Regions from separate parts of the Sus scrofa genome. Here region 2 is linked to region 1. A link is a contact called in public Hi-C data. All regions are on one chromosome and are shown on one strand. The core of a region is the stretch at or near the end of the contact, and the rest is flanking DNA. Distances in the headings are between cores, read along the strand shown.

Region 1 (4,242 bases), core at 1,334-3,833:
GGATCAAACCTGCGTCCTCATGGATGCTACTCAGATGTGTTTCCACTAAGCCATGATGGGAACGCCACACAAGGTGTTTCATAGAAAATAACTATGCTATTACCTGCCTACCTGAGTTGTGAGAGTCTTTCCAGTAACTTGAGATCTAGAGGTGGGTATGACAGATGAGGAGGGCTTCAATCTCACCTTGAGAACAACAGGTAGGGATTGGGGTTGAGGGAGGAGACAAAAGCAGGAACTAGAGAAGAGGATGGCAAGTGTGTGACAGCCCACGTGAGCGGGGAGCAGGTGGCGGGAGCATTGAAGAAACAGTCTTGGCTGGAGCATATGGTCCAAATTAAGGACCTGAAAGTACCCACATTTATTGTCCCCCCTCCACATTTCCAAAACCTATGTGTCACTTGATACCTCCACATACAAGGTCCTTGGCTGTGTGCTGTGAGGTGCTGAAAGGAGAGAAAGTCGGGGCAGTGCCTTCTGTGAGCTCATGGGTTAGCTTGATGATGTACATCCATGAAGAAAAATGCACAGAGGGCAGAGTGCAGGACTCCTGATGGAGACCACCCAGGTGCTTGTTTCCTCAGCTAAATCTCATTGAGCTTCATCCTCATCCGGGCCAAGCCCTGGGGATACAGAGCTGACTAATACAGAGTGTCATCCTTAGGAAATGCAGAAAATCATCTCCACCTCCCAGAGCTGGACCTCGAAGGGCTGGTTGGCTATGACAGGTGTCTAAGGAGGCAGCCGGAATCCCACACCTGCAGTGCGATTGGCACCTGGGACCACTGGCCTGTGGAGCATCCAAGTGAGCTGGGGCTGAGGTGGGCAGAGAGGGGGTCAGTCTGAGAAGAAGGTCCGAGTGAAAAAAAAAGAGACCGGCAAGGCTGGACAGGACAGCTGGATGTGATGATAGTGTCCTGGGTGGTACCCAGAGACCATGGGCTATGGGAACCCACAGCTACTGAGAATTCCTGATCTGAACTGGGGCCCTGACACACCCCCCAAGCTTCTGCCAAAGTGAGCAGTAGATGGGGCCGAGTAAGTTTGGGTTTTTAATTTGGGGAATGTGTCCCAGCAAAGATCATCTGTGGCCCACTTAGCTAGAGCCCAACCCAAAGTAACTCCTCTCCCCAAGCCCATGGGAACTCTCAGCCTCCCCAGCATGACCCGGAACCTGGAAGCCTGTATGCTTTTGAAGAGATGAGCTCCAGCCTTCCTTGCTCCTTCCTTGTTCCTGAGTCAGACAGCAGAGGATGTCTGTCACATCACCCCCTCCTCCGCATTGCCGAGCAGAGCAATGGGAACCCACAGCTACTGAGAATTCCTGATCTGAACTGGGGCCCTGGGGTGGAGGGGAGTCCTGAGGCACACAGCAAAACCTCGGTTCATTCCTGAGTCCCAGGAATGCTCAGATGGAGTCTGGGCCAGCCAAGCCTGACGGCCATCAACTTGGCTGCAGGACAGAATGTACCTTCGAGTGTTTCCAGCATGTGTGCGTGCTTGTGTATATGTATGTGTGTATGCACACATGTGGATCTCCCAGGCACAAGATGTTGGGTAACACCGACCTAATGTTCTGGCCCAACACGCAGCCAAAGGATTTCGACAGGCTTTGCCTCTGAGGCAGCCAACAAGCAAATCTCCCTAGAAGGTCATTGTCCCTGAGAACACTGACATCATGAACGTACTGCATCATGTGTTCTCTCTTCTCACGGACAGTTCTGTCCAGCTGCAAGCAAACACCAAGGCACCCTCCCCTCTAAACTGTGTGCCTATGTTTTCATCAACACCTAGGGATGCAATAAGTGTTTATTGACTGAACGGTAAAAGGGTCACAGAAAAACCCACCCAAGGGGGTTTGCAGCATGCGGAAGTGAGGAGGGCTTTTCCATCCCTTTCCCTCAGAGGTGGTGGGTTTGATGGGAGGGAGGGGAGTTATGGATTTGCTATAGCAGAATTTCTGGGGCTCTAGTAATCATGCATAAATATTCCCGAAAGCCCCCCAGAAGAAGAAAAGGATTGAGAACCAACTGCCTCAAGAAGAGAGGTAAAAAGAGGAGCCTTTTTTCAACGTGATTAACCCACCACTGCTGTAGAATCCACCTGCTGGACCCTCATGGCCACCTAGGTTTCTGACTCATTCTATCGGCCACCTTCCACATCTCTCCCCAAACCACAGTCCAGTTTAGCCCCATGAACATCCCCCCTGCCCAAGGACCGCCACTCCCTTAGACTTCCTTCCAGCCCCAGTTAAGAAAAACTTGTGATCATCAGCTTCCAGACCCCAGGGCCTCCCACTCTGCCCTTTCCAGGATCTTTCCCAAGACTGGAAGACATAAGAAGAGTTTGGGGTCTCTTTCCCTCCCCCAGGCAATCAGGTGTCCAAATAAGGACAAAATAGGAGTGCATTCAATGTGTGGCCTCCTGGTGTTAGGATGAATGCACAAGCCAGGCTACAGCCCTTCTCAGGGTGCCTGGCACTTGGAACCTTTAAATGCAAATTCCCCTTGCGGCAGCCCTGGCCTCTTCTGCAGGGCGGGCAGCTATCCTGGGAGAAAAGACAAGATTTAAATTGGTAATCAAGCCCTGTACCAGATTGGACTTTGACCTTGTTCAGAATTCCACTGGCCCATGTCCCCTGACTTGCCACCCCCTTTCTGCCAGTTTTTCCTTTGAGTTAGCTGCCTGCCATCTAAGGCAGTAAGACAGGCTGTCACCAGCTGCTGCCTGCCTGGCTGCCTTCCACCTGGCTGGATCAGAAGGCCTTGGAAATCAAGCAGCTTTGCCTCTCCAGCCTCTTTGCTACCTCTGCTGCTGGAGCAAGATAAGTGGGGTCTGGATGAGCCTTTGGCTCCAGCTGAGCCCACTTGCAGGGCATAGGAAGAGGTAAGGGTAGCCCCCACGGGCTTCTCTGATGCATTCTTGGTTACCAAAGTGATTCTCAGACCTGGCCTGGGATAGCCAGTGTGGGCCCACATGCCAGCTACATCCACAGAAGAAACATGAAGCCAATATTCATTTTCTTTTCTTTTTTTTTTTTTTTTTTTTTTTTCCTCTTTTAAGGGCTGCACTAGCAGCATATGAAAGTTTCCAGGCTAGGGGTTGAATCAGAGCAAGAGCTGCCGGCCTACGCCACAGCCACAGTGACACAGGATCCGAGCCTCGTCTGTGACCTGAACCACAGCTCATGGCAACGCCAGATCCTTACCCACTGAGCAAGGCCAGGGGTGGAACCCGCATCCTCATGGATACTAGTCAGATTCGTTTCTGCTGCCTCACCATGGGAACACCCCCAACATTCATTTTCTACCTCTCTCTCCACTGCCCCGGAACCACTGCTTGCTGCAAAACACCGTGTTTTTTCTCACTTCTTCCTGGAAGGCCTTGCATATTCCCTTCTGTATGTCTAATTCTGCCCTTCTTTCCAGGACCTGGGAAACCACTGATCACCATAAAGTACCTACACTCCCCTGCAACCCTACCACCCTTTCTCTCTGCCCTCCTCAATTCATGATTCAAACCAAATATCTGGGGCATTTAGTTCCATGCTGATTTTTTTTTTTTTTTTTTTTTTTTGGCTTTTCTAGGGCCGCACCATGGCATAGGGAGGTTCCCAGGCTAGGGGTCCAATTGGAGCTGTAGCCACTGGCCTATGCCACAGCCACATGGGATCAGAGCTGAGTCTTCGACCTACACCACAGCTCATGGCAACGCCAGATCCTTAACCCACTGAACAAGGCCAGGGATTGAACCTGCAATCTCCTGGTTCCTAGGCAGATTCGTTAACCACTGAGCCACAATGAGAACTCCCAGTCCCATGCTGATTTGCTTGGTTTCAAACCTTATTTCCCCAACAAGTCGGTAGGCTCCCGGTGACCATGTGTTACCTAGAATTGGCACTGAGTAGATCTACCTGGAATCAGTGAATGAAAGGACAAATGAATGAATATATGGATTGCTTTGATCAAGGCAACATTTTCTTTATACACCCAGAATTCTTCCCCATGAGAGGACTCTTCTTTCCATTGGCTTTCATCACAACGAAGCTGCTGGTGGCAGCTTGGTTTTCAGACCTCCCAGGGCACAGGAGAACCAGGAATGTTTTACCAGGAGGAGTCAGTGGCTAGAGCAGTTGGACTCCCAGCAGTGTGCAGGGCACGAGTGAGTGCTGGGAGCAGATTTTCTGCCCTCTCCTATCTCCTTGGGATCATAGAGTGTGCCCCTGTGAAGCTTCATTTCCTT
Region 2 (4,270 bases), core at 1,533-4,032, 120 kb before region 1:
AAGTTCCCAGGCTAGGGGTTGAATCAGAGCTGCAGCTGCCAGCCTACACCACAGCCACAGCAATGCAGGATCCAACCCGCGTCTGCAACCTACACCAGAGCTCATGGCAACACTGGATCCTTAACCTACTGATCCTTAACCTACTTAACCTACTGGATCCTTAACCTACTGAGCATCCTCTTGGATACTAGGTGGGTTCCTTACTACTAAGACACAACTGGTACTCCTGTCTTTTTCTTTTCTTTTTTTCTTTTTTCTTTTTTTAGGGGCTCCCATTTTTTACCCATAGGGTCAGATTTTCACTTGTAAATAATGGTGCTGATGGAGCTGGAATGCTGGCCTCCTAGCTCCTTCCCTGGCTTCTGGGTACGCCCTGACACCCATCGAGACTGTTCCACCCAGCTCTTAGCCTTCCACCACCTCTGATTCTTGTGCAGTGTTCTCAGTATTTATCTACCTGTGTCTTATTAATCCAGGCCTGGAATGCTGTAGTGATGTTGGGCTGTACCTGCAGTCTGCCCCGGGGCATACATGCACACTGAGGACCTCTTAGGAAACCCAGCATATATTAAATTCCCATATGTAAGTGAGTTTGTTTCTGGACTTGCTATTCTGTTCCATTGATCCAGTTGTCTCTGACCAGTCAAATGTCTTTTCTATTTTAATGTCTTCATAGCTCACTGTCCTTTCTTTAAATTGACTTTCTGTTATTGACCACTTCACAAGACTCAGAATAAACTTATGATGATACAGAATTTATGTCTTTTTAGGGCCGCACCTGCAGCATATGGAGGTTCCCAGGCTAGGGGTCCAATCAGAGCTATAGCCGCTGGCCTATGCCACAGCACAGCAATGCCAGATCCGATGCACCTCTGCAACCTACACCACAGCTCAAGGCGATGATGGATTCTTAACCCACCGAGAGAGGCCAGGGGTCAAACTTGTGTCCTCATGGATGCTAGTCGGGTTCGTTAAGCACTGAGCCATAACAGGAACTCCCAATACTGAATTTTGAAACAAGCATCTGAAGATTTACTACCCCAAATGTGTGTTTTCTCCCTGATGGATTACTTCTTTTTTTTTTTTTTTTTTTTTTTCCCTAATAGCAGTGTTTCTGCTAAGAGCAATTTCAAAACTGCACTTTGGGGATTATCTTCCCAGTTGGCTTCCACAGTCTGTAAAAATTTTCCTTTCATTACTATTCATTTTTACTCAGAAGCAGCGGCCCCCAGCCTCACAGTGCTCCAGGGCCCCAGTGCCGAGTGGTTGCAAAACCATACTGCTATCCAGCTCAAGAACCAGGCCCTTCTCCAAGCTGGGCAAGGAGGACCTGGAGCCTGGGGACCAGCCTGGGGCCAGAGTAGAGAGGTGACAACTCAGGTGCTGCTGATAGGCCCAGAGCTGCATGAGGGGAGAGGGGGTACAAAGAAAAGGAATCCAAGGCAGTTTGAAAGATGAACTCGGCTGAGGACAGACTGGATGTCAGGAATGTGCTCCTTAATGAAGGCTGCCCCTTCCCACCCACCACTGATCCATCCTCCAACTTGCTAGAACATGAGTCAAGTTATATCACATGCCTGCCTCCTGGGACTCAAGCCCCTTGGTGTTCCAGCCCTGGCTCCCTGTCCCACTACCTGAGTCTCATTGCAGAGCCCCCAAGCAGCCGTGGGGTCTCTGCTCTCTGGGACCATATTTGAACTGAGCCCTCCACCAGATTCATCCTCTTCAACCTCTGCATTAATCTGCTTAGGCAGCCACAGCAAAGTAATGCTGACGGGGTGGCCAAACAATACACTTATTTTCTCCCAGTGCTTGAGGCTGGAAACCCAAGGTCAAAGTGCCAGCAGGGTGGGTTTCTTCTGAAGCCTCTTCTCTTGATGTAGACAGCCATCTTCTCCCAGTGTCTTCCAGGATCTCCCTGGTGTTTGTCCACATTCTACCTTCTTCTTCCTATTGGTACTCTAGTTATATTGAACCAGGGCCCACCCTAATGACCTCATTTCAATTCAGTTTCGTCTTTATTATTTTTATTTGTTTGTTTATTTTTTCATTTTTGGCCGCCCCATAGCATACGGAGTTCCTGGGCCAGGGATCAGATCCAAGCCACAGGCATGACCTAAGCCATATCTCAGCAGCAATGCTGAATCCTTAATCCACTGTGCCAGGCCAGGGATCAAACCTATATCCCAGAGCTCCCAAGATGCTGCCAATCCCATTGTGCCAGAGCAGAAACTCCCAGTTAACTCTTGAAAGACCTTTTCTCCTAATACAGTCAAATTCTGAGGTCTTGAGGGTGAGGACTTCAATATATGAATTTACAGTTTAACCCATAACATGTGGTAGAATCCTACTCAAACCCCAGACCTTCTTCAGTGTGTCAACACCTTCCAGCCCATCCCCTCATCCCAGCTGGCTCTCTCCCCAGGGACAAAATGAACACCTCCCTCTTCTGAGCAGCCACGGGTCGACTCCTTTCCCTCTTGCAGCATCTATCACAACACCCTCTAATGAGCTGTTCGCTGTGTTCCCTTCTTTACTGTGAGCTGCCTATAAAAGCCACTCCTCTTCAGCTCCTGGCTTCTAGATATTAAACACACAATCTCCCCTCTTTGGGTCTCAAATCTTCCACAGGAATGAAAAACACCAGACTCCAACTCAGCAAGGCTCAGTGCCTGCTTTCTGCATCAGAGTGCCTGGCACATGGTGAGGGCTATAGTGGTGTTTGCTCTGCCCATTGTTATCTGACCTTTGTCCAAAGGTGTGGCGCGTAAATGTGGATGTCTGCGGAGATGTGAAATCATACACATCTGGACTGAGATTGGTGGGAAGGGAAAGTAAACATGCCGTGTGTCAGCCAGAGCTCTACAGATGGGCCTTATTCCAGCAGAGGTGGTGCAATCATTATTAGAATAGAAACAGCATGAAACTGGCCTCTCCACTGTGCCACTTTCACGGATAAGACAGGTTCAGCGTCAGACCTGCACAGCTGATCCCTCCCAGAGGACCATGGACTTTTCTGTGGGTGCTGGGAAGAAGAGTGGCACTGTGGGCCAAAGCCTGAAGAAATTGCTTAAGAAGCACATGGCAGGAGTTCCCATCGTGGCTCAGTGGTTAACAAATAGGACTAGGAACATGAGGTTGCACGTTCGAACCCTGGCCTCACTCAGTGGGTTAAGGATCTGGCATTGCTGTGAGCTGTGGTGTAGGTCACAGATGCGGCTCCAATATGGTGTTGCTATGGCTGTGACATAGGTCGGCCGCTATAGCTCTGATTAGACCCCTAGCCTGGGAACCTCCATATGCCAAAGGTGCAGCCCTAAAAAGCAAAAAAAAAAAAAAAAAAAAAAAAAAAAATGAAGAAGAAGAAGAAGCACATGGCACCCTATGATGTTGGCTGTGCACTCTGCCCAGCCAGCCAACCTTGACAACTGGCCACCCTGGGTCCTGCTGCCTCTCCATGTGGCACCTAAGTCATCAAATAGGACCTATAATAGATTCTGCAGACACCAGATCCCTGCCTTTAGGAAATCCTCATGTCAAATTCACTTAAGCAGAATGTATGAAAGTATGCAGCTGTCAAAATGAGAGGAACAGGTAGTGAAGATTCCAGTCCCTTTCTTTATCCACTGACCTCATTCCCTGGAGGGGACACCTCCTGTTAGTCCCCATTATCCCACCCTTCCTTCTTCCAGAAGCAGACTTTCCTTCATTCAGGCACCAACACCCCACATCCAACCATCCATTTGTATCCAGTGGAGCCACCCATCATGATTCCCCACCCCCTTGACCACAGGAGTGAGCACATGACTCAAGCTGGGCCAATCAGAATGAACTCCTGAAGTTTTTCATGTTGAAGTCAGGGGAGAGGAACAGCTCCATAATAATGTTGATAACGACAGTCATAACCACAGCACTAGCAATCAACACTTTAGAAATGCCAGCTGGAGTTCTGTTGTGGCTCAGCAGTAACAAGCCTGACTAGTATCCAAGTGGGCGCAGGTTCAATCCCTGGCCTTGCTCAGTGGGTTAAGGATCCTGTGTTTGCTGTGGCTGTGGCCTAGGCCGACAGCTACAGCTCTGATTCAACCCCTAGCCTGGGAACTTCCATATGCTGTGTGTGCAGCCCTAAAATAAATAAATAAATAAATAAATAAACATTCCAGCAATGTGTTGTATGAAGTAGATTCTAAGATTACCCCATTTAATTCATATGAAGTAGATTCTAAGATTACCCCATTTTTCAAATACGGAAGTTGAGGCTCAGAAAGTG

Evidence for each region. A called contact is a pair of places that touch in the nucleus more often than the background predicts.
Region 2: a contact with region 1 is called in a Hi-C map of liver, with 6 times the contacts expected there. The contact joins two enhancer-like sites. A contact is called at or near these places in 1 of 5 promoter capture datasets (liver), 8 of 47 Hi-C or Micro-C datasets (embryonic fibroblasts, heart right ventricle, liver and 1 more) and 1 of 2 datasets of contacts at active chromatin or transcription factors (skeletal muscle).

Annotation. Positions count from the first base shown.
Region 1 is chr1:99,139,267-99,143,508 of Sscrofa11.1, reverse strand. No RefSeq gene overlaps it. Among named protein-coding and RNA genes, the nearest start is that of LIPG, 59 kb to the right of the region's middle. Within about 2 kb of position 2,583, at least 25 of the 83 cell types and tissues checked have an H3K27ac peak or open chromatin away from gene starts, as enhancers often do. A contact at or near this core is called in liver, where this site is marked.
Region 2 is chr1:99,257,748-99,262,017 of Sscrofa11.1, reverse strand. No RefSeq gene overlaps it. Among named protein-coding and RNA genes, the nearest start is that of ACAA2, 51 kb to the left of the region's middle. Within about 2 kb of position 2,782, at least 12 of the 83 cell types and tissues checked have an H3K27ac peak or open chromatin away from gene starts, as enhancers often do. A contact at or near this core is called in liver, where this site is marked.